2 separate regions of the Danio rerio genome follow, and region 1 is linked to region 2. The links are chromatin contacts, called in public HiChIP or PLAC-seq maps. All regions are on one chromosome and are shown on one strand. Each heading gives the region's core, a stretch centred on a gene start, on an enhancer-like site or on the middle of the called end of the contact. The rest is flanking DNA. Distances are from core to core; before and after follow the strand shown.

Region 1 (6,928 bases), core at 4,202-6,701, 390 kb before region 2:
TTAGATTCTTTTTAATATTTACTGTTGCACTAAAGTCCAAAAGTGAAGAACTGATATTATTTATTACTTGATTGTTCAAGCTATCTCACAAAAGTGCTCTGTTTGTTAACGGAGTTGTTAAATGTTAAAATAAGGTGAATAAAATAAAAAATAAGGAATATACCGGATCTGTTTCTTTGGTCTTTATTCTTTTTTACGTATTATAGAAGTATTCGACTGGGTTTCGGTATCGGTAGCTACTCAAAATCAAATGACTTGGACTCGAGGGCAAAAAAACCTGATCGCAACATCCCTGGATTTTAGCTTTTCCAATTCACTTATAGTGCATGTCTTTGGACTGTGGGGAAAACTGGAGCACCTGGAGGAAAACTCCAGACACACTCCACACAGAAATGCCAACTGGTCCAGCTGGTCGAACCTTCATGCCATGAGGTGACAGTGCTAACAACTGAGCCACTGTTTTGTAATTTTTGCATATATACATAAAAAAATAAATAAAAATTACATAGATCATTTCAATGTGGTCATGTCATTGGCCCATTGACATTTCCTGCTTGTTATTAAACTATCTCATGACTGTAACAAGAGGCAATTCAATCATAACCTAATTTTAAAACAGCTCTCATAACATTATTTATCAATGTTTGGCTCTTTTTGGATTCTCGGAAGCTGTAGAAATTAAAAATGTAAAACAGGAAATATCCTGGGGATACTGTTTAAGTTTACATCTCTCAAAATGGTCTATAATTCTTTTTTTTTTACCACAACATTTACCATAAAACTTGTAATAACCCTTAGTAACACTCCAGGACTTTTCCAATGAGTATTTCAAGGAGTGCCTTATAAAGGGTTAAAGGTAATAATGTTATAATGATTCTCACACAGATATTAATGTATTCATTTTTGTTCATCATTGTGTTTTTTTGACCCTTCAGGTGCTTAAGATGTTGGTTTGTATTTTATGAAGCACCAAGTACCACAGTTACAGCTAAAAATCTTAATGTTCTGCTGACAAAAGTCACTTAGATCTCAGACAGCATCAAGGTGAAAAAATGAAGAGCAAATGTTCCTTTTTGGGTAAACTAACCCTTTAAATTCATATGCACAATGATGAACAAAGCTATGAGCATGATGGAGCTGTGTTTGGTGGTGCACAAAATATTCCTCTTTTATTATGATGCACGGTGCAAAATCGCACTTAACAACGAGTTTGACATTTTCTGGAGGTAACTGTTCACATCATGCTATACTTTCCCCTATTCGAGGCCCTAATATCCCCCTCTCCAGTGGTCTCTCCCAGTTGACCTAAACCTATTAAAAAGCTCTCCTCTTAAAGAGTTCATAACACTGAGACGCTGTTGTGATAACTGCCGAGCAGCGCTCACCTCTCGCCTCTGCAAAATGCCACGGAGCTCAGTAATGGATTTATGTAATTCCTGCACTTACCAAGATTATTATACCAAAGAAATGCAATGAAGGTAAAAGTGTAATGAGACCATCGATGTGTCTGTATTTTCTTAAAAGTTTGTTTGAAAGGAAACGCTAGGTGATCTGAGCTGGCACTGCAATATCTACAGATGCCTTAAGCCCCTTTCAGTTCCTAAATCAAGATTTGCCAATGGTAAAATAGATGATCTCTATACTATAAGCTCCTGACAGTGCAAAGCATGGGAAAATAAAATGAATACTGTGTCTCTACTATGCCCTCACTCGTTTTCTTTTCATGCTTGTAATCCATCTGTTCAGAGCAGCATTTTGTAGATGCTCGGCAACACCATTAACAAATGGTATAATCATATCCACACATAATTTGACTAATTCCCAAGGCAATGATTGAGCTGAGGGAAGAGGCAGCACTGCAAAAGGAAAATATTGCAACTAAAAGTACAAAAACCGAGCCATAAAAAAACAACAACTAAGATTTACCACTGCAAACATCTTGTGTGCTTGCAATGCCGAAAGACATGCTGGAAAAAAAAAGGGTTGGAGCACTTTCAAAAATGTCTGGTAGGTTTTCAAGAAGCAAAGATATGGTACGCCCTCCACATCACATTTCTGCAGTATGTCCCATATTCTAAACCCCCAACGGCACCGGATGAAGCCTCGTCTTCCTCATGCCATAGCAACAATGACAAACCGAAAAAAGGGATTGGGAGCACCAACATCAGAGATTTCCACGACCGGAAACACGACTCGATGCAAGCTTGCATCACACTGCCAAATCATTTAGCTTTCTTTTTGCCTTTCACTCACAATCTCTTGCATGACTACGTTCCAGTGCTTGAACCCCTTTCAGAAAGCATAGCTCTTTTGAACCAGCAACTTATCGCCCGCCTCCATCTACCAGTGTGGGAGTGGGGTTAGGGAAGCCCGATTGCGAAACCAACCAAAACCCCACTCAGCGAGCTGCAGGTTTCCCTTTCAGTTCCAGAAATACACCCTTGCGCTCGCCCACCCTTGTCCCCGGACATCCATCCTCGCCTCTCAGGCTGGGAGGGGTCGGAGCTTCGGCTTTCTTCCTGATCGTGACTGCGGAGGGTTCCAGCAGATCCCCGCCCGCTCTGACTGACTCCCCCACATTCCCAGCAACCTCCTCTCTACTCTGAGCCACAGCTACAGAGCACACCAGCAGGCCAATCTGGCTCTCCTCCAGCTACCTGGAGTTATCTAATCACAGATAAACGAGGATCAATTAGCTTAGCAGCACGCTGACAGGGCTCACTCCATGTCACGCAGCAGGCCCCTCAATGTTTCAGCACTCTTGCTTGTTATGGGGACGAGGCCCATAACTTTTCCCTCAACTCCCAAACCGGCACCTGAGCCGTTTGGAGAAATAAACAAAGTGAATGTGCACTGCGAACTTGCTTCTCTCCCTGCGGTGTCATTCGAGCACTGCGTATTTCTTTATGAGCCAGACTTCATAACGCCTGACCCTATCAAGGTGATTCTATAAAAGGCTATAAAAGAATTCATCACCTTTTCTGAGGGACAACTATAGACTGAAAAGGGATGAGTCTATTCAAGCAGATTGCACTGCTGCTATGAGGAAACCAAATAAGAATGTGGCGTCTCTCTCTCTCTCGCTCTCTTCTCGCTAACATAAGTAACTATGGTAACAGGCGCTCTGCATGGCACTGCTTCCACAAGCTCTCCAGAAATAAAACTGTTGGGCTAAGAGCGAGCAGGTAAAGACAAAAGATCCCGGGCGCCACTATTTATGGAGGCAAGCTTACATAATCTCCACACAGACCAGCGCTGGTCGAGGGAGGTTGGGTTTCGGGGTGGCACTGGGGCTGCGACCCTAGAATCGAGTGATGTGTAGATGTTATGCTGTCGATTGAGCAAACATCGAAGGCTAGGGGAGGGGTATAAATTGGGATAGAAAGAGTTTAAATGGAGAGATGAGGATGATGATGGTTGCACTGCTAAAGGGTGAACGTTTGGCATACAAGCGCTTGTTGATCAGCATCTCAAGCTCCCATGGGACGCATATTAGCCTGTGGTGGTGGGAGATATTCACCACTGAACGTCACTGTAGCTGTGATTACATCACCACCAGATTCATTGAGGTAACAAGTGTTTATGACACAGAAAAAGAGCGCTTTCAGGGATAACAAACACAAGAGTTTACCCTCGGCACTATGAGCCATCCTCACAACATTTCACACAAAATCAAGAGAGCAATGCTGACGACAACATCAGTCTGTTCGGCTAATGATATTGAAATGACTGAAAGATAGAATGAAGGTAAATTAGTTAGACCAAGTGTCACAAAATATGTATTTCTGATCCACAGTGTGATTAAATGGCTCCCCCTAGCAGTCTAGTGTCATCATTACAATCTCCACTCTATAATATTGATTCTTTTGAGCTTGAAGTGTGAATGAACAGCTCTATTCTGATCCATTGGCTGATATAATCAGCAAATGAATCCTTCAGACTCCATAAAACAGGAAGATTTGAGAATTTAATTCAGTAAGTGTCCCATTACGGGGCAAAAGAAAGTGTGACTCACGTAAATATGCCCCAACTACTCTTACCAATGGATGCAAACAGAGGCTCAGGATCTCATCAATGCGCAAATGGAGGAACTCTGACTCATCTATTTATGCCTGTGCGTTAGATCTCGCTAATGCTGTTTTGGCTATTATCCCATTGTGCCGTGCGTCTGGGGAGAGGGAGGGGGATTGCGCTGTGAGTGTTTTAGTCACACTGAACAACCAAAAACTACAAAGGCTGGAAGATGCATTTCAAATGGCAATAGCTATGAGGGCACACATGCTACGATGCTGAAGGGGAATGAAAATGTAGAGGAAGATGTGTGCTTATCTCCTCTGATCATTCGTCAGACTGCTCACGTTGTCACATGGTTGTGAAAATATGCTGAAGTTTGAAAAAACAAAATACCAAAGAGAGACTGACTCATCAAGAGACTCAACCAGGAGTGTGTGAGCAAACTTTTGAACCTACCTTCTAATCATCAACAACACACTTAAACAATCATAATTAATCTACAAGCTTACCTAGCTTTCCTGTTACAGGCCTGAAAAAACTGTTGCTCCATTGCCTACATGAATAAAAAACATGAATTACAAAGTTTAAAAGACCCTTTAAATAAACTAGTGAATTCACTTACATTTGAATATGAGTTTCATTAGAATCTCCTGTTGAACATGGCACCATTGGAACTCTGTAAAACAGACCTAATTATTAATTCACTCTTTATGTAGTTGTAAAATACTTCACTTAATTTGTCTAATGTATACTGGATCTGGTTTCATTTGTGAATTGTTGACTCCATGTCCTATACACTTGCCTTATGTTCAATACTGTCTGTGACTGTCTGCCTGAAAAAGAACAAAGCATAACATGCAGAGAATACAAACATCACTTCCTGCCACACACAGACAAGCAATATTCACACTGAAAGCAGCCTAAATGGTTTTGAACTTTGTACAATCTCTGACAAAAGTCTTGTTGCTTGTGTTCAAACTGACTTTACAAGAAATGGCTCGTTTTAATCCCAACAGCTTTTGTAATAATGTTTCAGTACAAAGTGAAACTGTCAAAAAGTATTCCAATATTCTGAGCGTGGTAAAGTCCATTGAGTGAGTTTTTGCAAAACCATGTGTTGCCGCCTTGTCATTAGAACTTCACCTGTAACTAATAATGAATAAATTAGGTCTTAGGTGTGTATAAAAAATACCCCAATACACTAGACCTCTGCAAACAAGCCTACGATTCACCTAGAGACAAAAGGGTTGGTTATCAAAAGGCAGACACCTTCAACATGTTTCAGCGTCAAGTACAGAGGATAACAAAAAGGATTTGAAGACTGGAGACGTTTTTGACTTGCCCAGGTCAGGCAGACCCCGCAAGAAAACTGCTCGAGAGAACCGTTTGTTGGCTCGAAAATCCAAGGCCAGCCCATTTTCCACAGCAGCAGAGCTCCACGGGACCTGGTCACCTGGAGTCCTTGTGTAAACAAACAGTTTGTCGAAATCGGTTTCAAAATGGCCTCCATGGCTGAATCAGTGGCCAGAAGCCAGCACTAAACAAAAGACAATTGAAAATACGTGTGGCATTTTTTTTTTTTTTATTTTTTTTTTTTGGCTTATTCTTGTTGCTTTGTTTGCTGAACTTTATTTTTCTTCTCTCTTATTGTTTCTTTTTTCTTCTACTCCTCCCCTTCCTTTTCTGTTTTTATTTTTTATTCTATTTTATTTATTTATTTTTATTATAAGTATTTTATTAATTTTTGTTTATTATCATTAGTTTATTTTCTCTTTTCCTCTATCTCCCCTTCAAACTTACTACTTACTACTATTATTATTTGTTATTATTATTATTATTATTATTATTACTTGTCCTCTCCCTGATTTTCCCATCCTTTTTCCCATCCTCCCCTCTCCTCGACACCTTTGTCATAAATGGTATTACTTTTATTTTTTGAAATCATTATTATTATTATTATTACTGTTCTGACTTGTCCTGTTATCTTTCCATTATCATTATTACAAGTATTTATACCATTATCATTATTAAGGTTGCAGTTGTTGTAGTAGTAGTAGTAGTAGTAGTTGTAGTTGAAGTAGTAGACAGTGTAATAGTATCGATTGTTATTGAGTAATTGTTACGGAGATTTTTGAAGTAGTAGTTCATGTAAGTAGTAGCAGAAGTAGTAATGGTGTGGTAGTTACAGTAGTAGTAGTAGTCGTTGTTGGTGTAGTAATATCAGTAGTAGATGTTGTTGATGTAGATGTAGTAGAAGTGATTGTAGTAGTAGTAGTAGTAGTGGTAATAGTAGTAGTAGTAGTAGTAGTAGTAGTAGTAGTAGTAGTAGTAGACGTTGTATTAGTTGTAGCAAACGCTATAGTAGTATCAGTAGTGGTAGTCGTTGTAGTAGTATCAGTATTAGTAGACATTGTAGTAGTAGTAGTCGTGGTTGTGGCTGTAGTAGAAGCAGTAGTAGTTGTAATATAAGTAACTTTTTGTAGTAGTAGTTTGTGTAGCACTTGTGATTTATTATTATTGTTGTCAGTTATTACTGTTGTCCTTTCTTTCTTTTTACTCTAATTTTTACTATCATACATTAATAAGCATTGTTGTTACTCCCTACCTCTGACTGGTTTCTTTCTATATGTTTTATCTATATCTGTGACACTTGCTTCATTTATTGACTGTTATTGTTCCTTATGTATGTACTCTGACCTGTCCACCAAGTTACCTTTACATGCATACACACACTCACACACACACACTCACGCACATACCAGTACATGACTATATTGTTGTTGTTTTTGTTTTGTTTTTGTTTCGTTGCTTTGTATTTGTTATTTGTTGACGTTTTCTTGTATTTGTATGATTTTTGCATATTCTAATAAAAAAAAAAAAAAAAAAAAAAAAAAAAAAAAAAAAAAAAAAGAAA
Region 2 (7,446 bases), core at 3,505-6,004:
TTAATGAAACATTTATAGTGGTGTTTTGGTTTAGTGTGTGAAGAAGCAAGCCACAGTTTCCACATTAATCGTTTAAAGAAGTAAGTGATGATATATTTCCAGTAGATTTGGGAATCTTAAAAAGGGAAGTCTACTGTAGCATAGCAGATCCTGTCAGAGAATCACACAGTGAGTATTTGTTATGTCATTATTATACTTTGTTTTGTTATGAAGTGTTACGGTAAGCATAGCCTCACCAAATGAGTTTGTATATTTTGTCATTCTGAAATGAACTGTTGAGTCATTCTGAAATCATTTTAAACCCTCATCCCGCTCATTGTTCAATATTTCCATCATTTAAGGACATGATGGAGAATAATGTTATCATATAGCTAACATGGTGCTTTTTAAGTTATGAAAGTGTAATATGGGCTGTTTAATTACACAGGTAGGATTGAATTGTGTTAAAAATTTGAGATTGAAATGAACGGAGCGAAGGTCAACTGTAGTCACACATCTGTGACCACATACAATCAAGAATTAACCGGCGGGATTACAAAATCTCAGATCAACCAAACTGACTCCCAGGAACCAGGTAAGCTACAACACATTAATTAAGCAGTACTTAACAGTCTCTCCAGGATTTTGCAGAGACTTTTTTATATTTTGTAGCCTAAAAGAGTTTTGTGATGGATTTTCTTAAAGATTTTACAGCATTATTTGGTTCAATACTGTACTTGTGTTTTGCTGTGAAAATAAAGAAAAATCTGTCAATTTAGATTTTTTTTATTATCTCATCAGCCACTGGACTCTCACAATTCTGGAGGGACTGATTAAATATCAAATATCATATTGCTTTATTGGTGTTGTAATGTTTGCCTTTTTTTCCATTTAGGCTCACCAAAACTTTACAAAGTGATGATTGTGCTCTTGGCATTTCTGTTTGGCATCCTGTTAAGTGGTCTCATAGTTGTAATGTTCGAGCACAGAAGAGACACTGTCCAGTTGAAGACCAACTATGAGCGCTGTATTGATGATCAGGACTACCTGAACAGACGTTACTACAATCTCACTATAGAGAGAGATCAACTTCTGGCTAGCGAACCAGTCCAAATCCAAAAATCACAGACTTTAGAAAAACTTCTTCCATTTGGTAGGTACTGTATTCATTGAGCATGTTTGTTTTGTTTTGTTAGGCATTGTTTTTCTTCTTTGAAAAATGTTTTTTTTTTTTTTTTTAAGTTGGGCGTAAGTTAAAATAGTTTATTCTTCCATTTATTAACATACAAACAGTTGAAGTAAGAATTATTAGCTCTCCTGAATAATTAGCCCCTGTATATTTTTTTCCCAAATGTTTTAATTTTTTAACACATTTCTAAACACAATAGTTTTAATAATTCATTTTAATAACTGATTTCTATAATCTTTGTCATAATGACAGTACATAATATTTTACTAGATTTTTTCAAGATACTATTGAGCTTAAAGTGCAATTTAAAGGCTTAACTTGGTTATTAATTAAACAAATTAGAGTAGTTAGGCAAGTCATTGTATAAAGATGACTTGTTATGAGGACAGTTAAAAAATATTGCTTAAGGGGTTTAATATTGACCCTAAAATGTTTTTTATATTTTTTTTTTATTAAAAAATGCTTTTATTCTAGCCAAATTTAAACAAATAAGACTTATAATTTAAGACAAATAAGAAATGTCTCCAGAAGAAAAAAATATTATAGAAAATACTGTGAAACTTTCCTTGCTCTGTAAAAACATCATTTGGAAATATTTGAAAAAGAAAAAAATCACAGGAGAGCTAATCATTTTGACAGCAACTCTATCCAAATGAAACCAAATGAACAAAAACAAATGTCGGGTGGTCTTTGATTTTGTCCTTCACGAATTGATTGGATCATTAGATGATGTTGTTGTTGTTGTTGTTTTCTATTGGCTGAAAACAAGTGAGGGGCAGTTAGTCTGGCCACCATTAGATATCGGTGAAAATGAAGATTTTTTAAATTAAAGATCGAGAGCAGAACACATGATAAAAGTAACAAATACCATTAAAAATTCAGGATTTATTATTTTTTTTGTTCTAAGGAACTAAAATGTCAGTTCTGGTTGCATGATGACTTTTATATATTTTATTTATTTATTTATTTATTTATTTATTTATTTATTTATTCATTTATTTATTTTAACATTATGTAATGTATACAAACAAATTACAGCTCTTTGTAAGCCCATTCTCCCCATAGGGGTTTTTGTCTTTCAATTCCTTTTTTTTTCTTGCAGTTCTCAATTCATGGCACAATTTATAAGGCATACATTTAAAAATTATGACATGTATTTCGTATTTATAGACTCTTTTTATTTTTGAGGAAACACAACTGAAAAGAAAATGGCAAATAATGAGTTTGTTTTTAATTGATTGATAATGTCTTGATTTTTATTATTATATTTGTCTTTTTTATTCTGTTGTGATAACAAGCTAGTGGCTCAACAATTGAATGTAACACATGTACTCTTCTAAGGATGTATGGCAGGATGGAGCAACTTTTCCTCGCATCTTTATTGTGCCTCTGCTGTGATGCTGTCATGGAATGTGAGCAGACACAGCTGTGCTGAGATTGGAGATCATAAACAGTCCAGATGAGCAGGTGAGTGTGGCTGCAAAATAACAATAATCTTTATTAAACAAATCGGCTTATTACCGAGATTCAAATAAAAAAATTAAAAATTGAATCCAAATTTAGGATTATGGCATTTATTTCTCTTCACCCACTATCACATGTGGGTTGCTACAGGAATTTGTGACTAATCTTCAAATGAGTCATGTATGGATTGGCCTCACTGGGAATGCCACTGAGGGAGTGTGGAAATGGGTGGATAACACTGAACCGATCCTAGAGTGAGAAAAAAAATACTATGTTTTGTTTTTGAAAGAGCAAATATTTCTCCAAAGTTAAAAAAAAAATGTTTATTTACAGTGTATATGCAGTATATATTTATCCAATTTGAAATTGTTTTTTTTCAGGTACTGGATAACAAGCAAGCCTTATAGTGTGGATGGATCTGAAGTTTGTGTGGAGATTAGGCCTGAGCAGCCAAGCCTAAAAAATTGGAATTACATTCAGTGTGAAGAATTTAAACATTATAACATTTGTGAATATGAATATTAAATGTTTATTTTATTTGAATCGCCTTACCATTGCTTGTGGCTGAGAAATATGAATTAGCAGACAAATGAATTGATCTAATTTCAATTAATTAATTAATTGCTTTTTTGCTTCCATTTTCTGTAATGTTCTCTAATATAGTTGTAAAAATTTGATTTCTGAAAATTCTAAAGACATTCACAATGTCAAGTTTTTAGATGATATATGAACATTCTTTAAAAAGTAATATATTACAGCGTTATTTTACAGTGTAGAAAGTTCAATAATCAGGTTATAAAAGATGCACTTTTTAAAGTATGTGACAGTACATTTCATGTTGATCAATACTCGAGATGCTCGCGGGCCAAAGTTGGCCCATGGTAATCTTTGATTTGACCTACCATCCCATCTGAGAATAGAGGAAACATGATGGGATGCTTTTGAGATTGTCCATTCAAATTTAATGCAACCCTTTGTTTGTTTGTTTGTCTTATTTTTAAAAGTTATTTTTGAACTCCACTGTGTTATAAATGCGATTGTTTGTTTGTTATTACAATAAGTTATCATTAAAAAAGTTATAACTGCATCAATACAATTAAGATAATAATTAATAATAATACTACTAATAAAATAATAAAAATTATAATATAATAATTAATAGAATTTAAAGAATTGTTTTATTTATTTTAAAATAAAGTGAAATAAGTTAGGAAATTACCCATGCCAACTTTAATGTAATATAGTTGGGTATTTACCTTTGGCCCACAGCTCTCAATGATATTTGGTTTTTGGCCCTTCATATGAACCAGTTTGGGCACCCCTGATCCACATGGTTGCACATATTTAAATCTGACATAACATTTATAATTACCAGCCATTAATTTAATATTATTAGAATATGTATTTTGTGTGATTTAAAAACAATATAATCTGTGTTAAAGCAACCTATAGTTTTATTTAATTTGTTTGTTTTGCTTGTTTAGATGTCTTCACAATTACAGTAAATGTATAAAGTGTATTAATTTTCCAGAAACTAGCTGTCCTTTTTACACGTACAATAGGGTATATTTGCCAATATATTTGTATACACAACAATAACACATGTTCGTTTCGTCAGAAATATTACATCAAATTTTAAATTATCAAAACAAACACAAAAAAAAGTTTAGTAATTGATCAAGAACATTATCAGTCGGTCTGGCGGAAGACTTGCATCACAATCAAGCTAAGCAAGCTGTAGATGCAGACATTCGCCATTGATTTTATTATGAATTAGAGGACTTCAATTTTGACAGGAGTTTTATTAACCCGGAAATACAGCAGAACAGTTGCTCTCCTAACCCAGCTTTAAGATGGCTTTCGGAACTGGACGTGCTATCAACTACCTTCAGAGCATATTGTTTGAACAATGGTCCTAATCGGATGGTGTGCGGAAATTAGACCGGACTTGAAGGGCTTTTGTCCTCCGTGAGGGGGTGTCCGTCTCGACGACACCGTCAGTTTCCCTTCGGCATTCTGCACAGCGCTCGTTACCAGTCTGTGACACTGGCTGTCGTTTTCAGTTTGTAAATATTACCCTATCTCCGATCAGATTATATCTTCATCACAGCTTCTGTTAAAATGGCCACCATGGAGAAGCTAATGAAAGCGTTTGAGTCGCTAAAATCATTCCAGCAGCAGCAAGGCCCGCTGTCGGCCGAGGAGCTCGTCCAGAAACAGTGAGTGCTGAACTGATGTTAATGCTGTTTAACGCTTTGTTGCAGTAATAGCCCTCTGCTTCATCATCATGATCATCATCTTCATAATTAGGGCGCTGACATCACTTGACACCGTGGCCATGCTAATGTTATTATCACAACATGCATAAGTGCAGTGTTGTCTTTTCATAAGGCTGACTATTGTTGTTGTTGTCTTGGGTTTTTAATCACATGATGCTCAACACCATAGATGTGTCACAGAGCCTTGTTAGATTCTGCGTCAGTGCTGAGATCAGACACTGCGCACTCCTCAAGAACTGGCTTCAGGACTTCTGATGTCCAAGAGTGTTGTGGTGTAAAACAATTACACTGAATGAATCTGTTTATTTGTGTTTGAATGCTGCCATCTTCTGAATTTTTATTCTGACTTCCCACAACTGCTTGTCTTCGTCTGTCACTAAACATCATTAGATAAACAATACTGTCATATATGACGTACAGCTCAAACACACACTCAAAAATAGTCTTTAGTATCCAAATATTGAAAATGTAAGATGTGTCATTGTGCCTTCCCTTTACTCATAAACATCTCATAAATATCTGCTTTGGCATGTTTACTTTGATGCCATATTAAAGTATAATATTTAAGGTTCGCAGAGCATTCCCAAAAATATAATGTATATTTATATTTTGGTCATGCACTGTGTTAAGGACAGATATTTGAACCACTATTATACATGTACGTCTATATGTACATTACCGGTTTTTTACATATAGACTTTGGGGTTCTTTTTATGTTTTTATTTTTTTTAATAAAATTATTCTGTTCATCATCAAATGTAAAAAAAAAATGTAAACACTTATTTAAATATTTATTTATTACTTGAAGTTTATTAAATGAAGTTATCACTCCAGTAATTATTGCTTTTTACAATAATAATTAATATTAGAGTGATTTCTGATTGATTATGGGACTATTGGAGTAATGAAGCTGAAAATTCATCTTTAATATCACAGAAATAAACTATTAAATTAAATGATACACTACTTTTGAACAGTTATTTCATAGTGCAGTAACATTTCACAATTTTCACTGTATTTTTGATGAATTATTAACCCCCCTGAATTATTAGCCCCCGTTTATTTTTTCCCCAATTTCTGTTTAACAGAGAGAAGATTTTTTGAACACATCTCTAAACATAATCGTTTTAATAACTCGTTTCTAATAACTGATTTATTTTATCTTTGTCATGATGACAGTAAATAATATTTGACTAGATATTTTTCAAGACACTTCTATACAGCTTAAAGTGATAGTAGTGTATGTATTCTTACCTGTGTGTGTGTGTGTGTGTGTGTGTGTGTGTGTGTGTGTGTGTGTGTGTGTGTGTGTGTGTCTGTCTGTGTGATTCTGAATGACAATGTAATTTGGACATTTGCACAAAAGTTATTTTAAACATGAAAGTTTTCGTCGCTTTGCTTGCATTTATTATTCTGCTTTGTGTATTTCAAATCATGTTTAATTATTGTAACTAAAATGGGTCTCAAAAAGTATTAGACGTTGTTTGAAAGTTTGGGATGCTGTGTAGTTTGTGAAATTGATTAAACCCTACTAAGTTGGATGTCACACTGCTTTGCTTAGTGCAGTAACCAAGGCAGCACCATTATTTCTGCTGTTCTATAGGCGAAACTGACTGGATTAACATTTTAATAAAGTATATGAATAATGTTCTAGTTTAGGATTAGTTTCTTTCAATCATTATTTAGTAAATATATTTTTAAAATGTCACCAATGTTACCTGTTCAGAACTAAAGTGGCGATGAGGTCTTAATAGAAAGATTCTAAAAAAAGTCTTAAAAGTATTAAATTTTACCCTTTGACTCCTGTATATACCCTGTTGTAGTCTATTTGATAATTTTATATATTGTAAATGAATGAATGAATTATGGAAATATTATATTGGATAATCCTACAGTACATATATTATTAATATAGATAATCCTAGCTAGGGCTGCACAATATATCGTTTCAGCATCGGTATTGCAATGTGATCATTACCAATAGTCACATCGCATGATATATGTAATGTTGAGTTTATGATATAATTGATCGTTTGCACGTGATTAATGATTTTAAAAACATTCAGGCATAAAAATTGTACCATTTGTGACTTTAACAATGATTTATTTTATTGAGTTATTTTTGTTTTTATCATTCAGTTACTGTACTTAAATACTATTAGACTCAAGGAAACGATAAAACACTTTATTTTTGTTCTATCTTTTTAAAAATTGTATTTATATATTGTTATGCATGAAAATAACAACATATGCAAATACACAATTGTACCGCTAATAGCACAGCCCACAGTGAAAATGTGTTGGGGGACCCCAAAAGTCTATAGATTGTTTATTAGATTTTATGAAGATGCAAATAGTAAACACAAATTCATCAATTTCTGACAAAACACGTACATGCAAATACAGAAAAACATTGCAAATAGCTCAGACCACAATGAAAATGTATTGTCTATTAGATTTTATGGAGATGCACTCTCAAAGCAGAATCATCCCAATCAATCTAACATGATAAATCCTTTCCAAATATAGATATTA

Evidence for each region. HiChIP or PLAC-seq counts read pairs in DNA pulled down with a chosen protein or histone mark.
Region 1: a contact with region 2 is called in an H3K4me3 HiChIP or PLAC-seq map of embryo, with 4 times the contacts expected there. The contact joins the promoter of LOC797711 here to the promoter of htt in region 2. A contact is called at or near these places in 1 of 18 Hi-C or Micro-C datasets (caudal fin) and 1 of 4 datasets of contacts at active chromatin or transcription factors (embryo).

Annotation. Positions count from the first base shown.
Region 1 is chr1:44,854,266-44,861,193 of GRCz12tu, reverse strand. It overlaps LOC797711, which reads right to left and starts at 5,451. Exons shown (of 6, transcript XM_073953222.1): 1 at 4,817-5,451; 2 at 4,637-4,690; 3 at 4,524-4,567.
Region 2 is chr1:44,461,662-44,469,107 of GRCz12tu, reverse strand. htt (huntingtin) reads left to right here and starts at 4,754. Exons shown (of 67, transcript NM_131018.1): 1 at 4,754-4,851. The coding sequence starts at 4,754.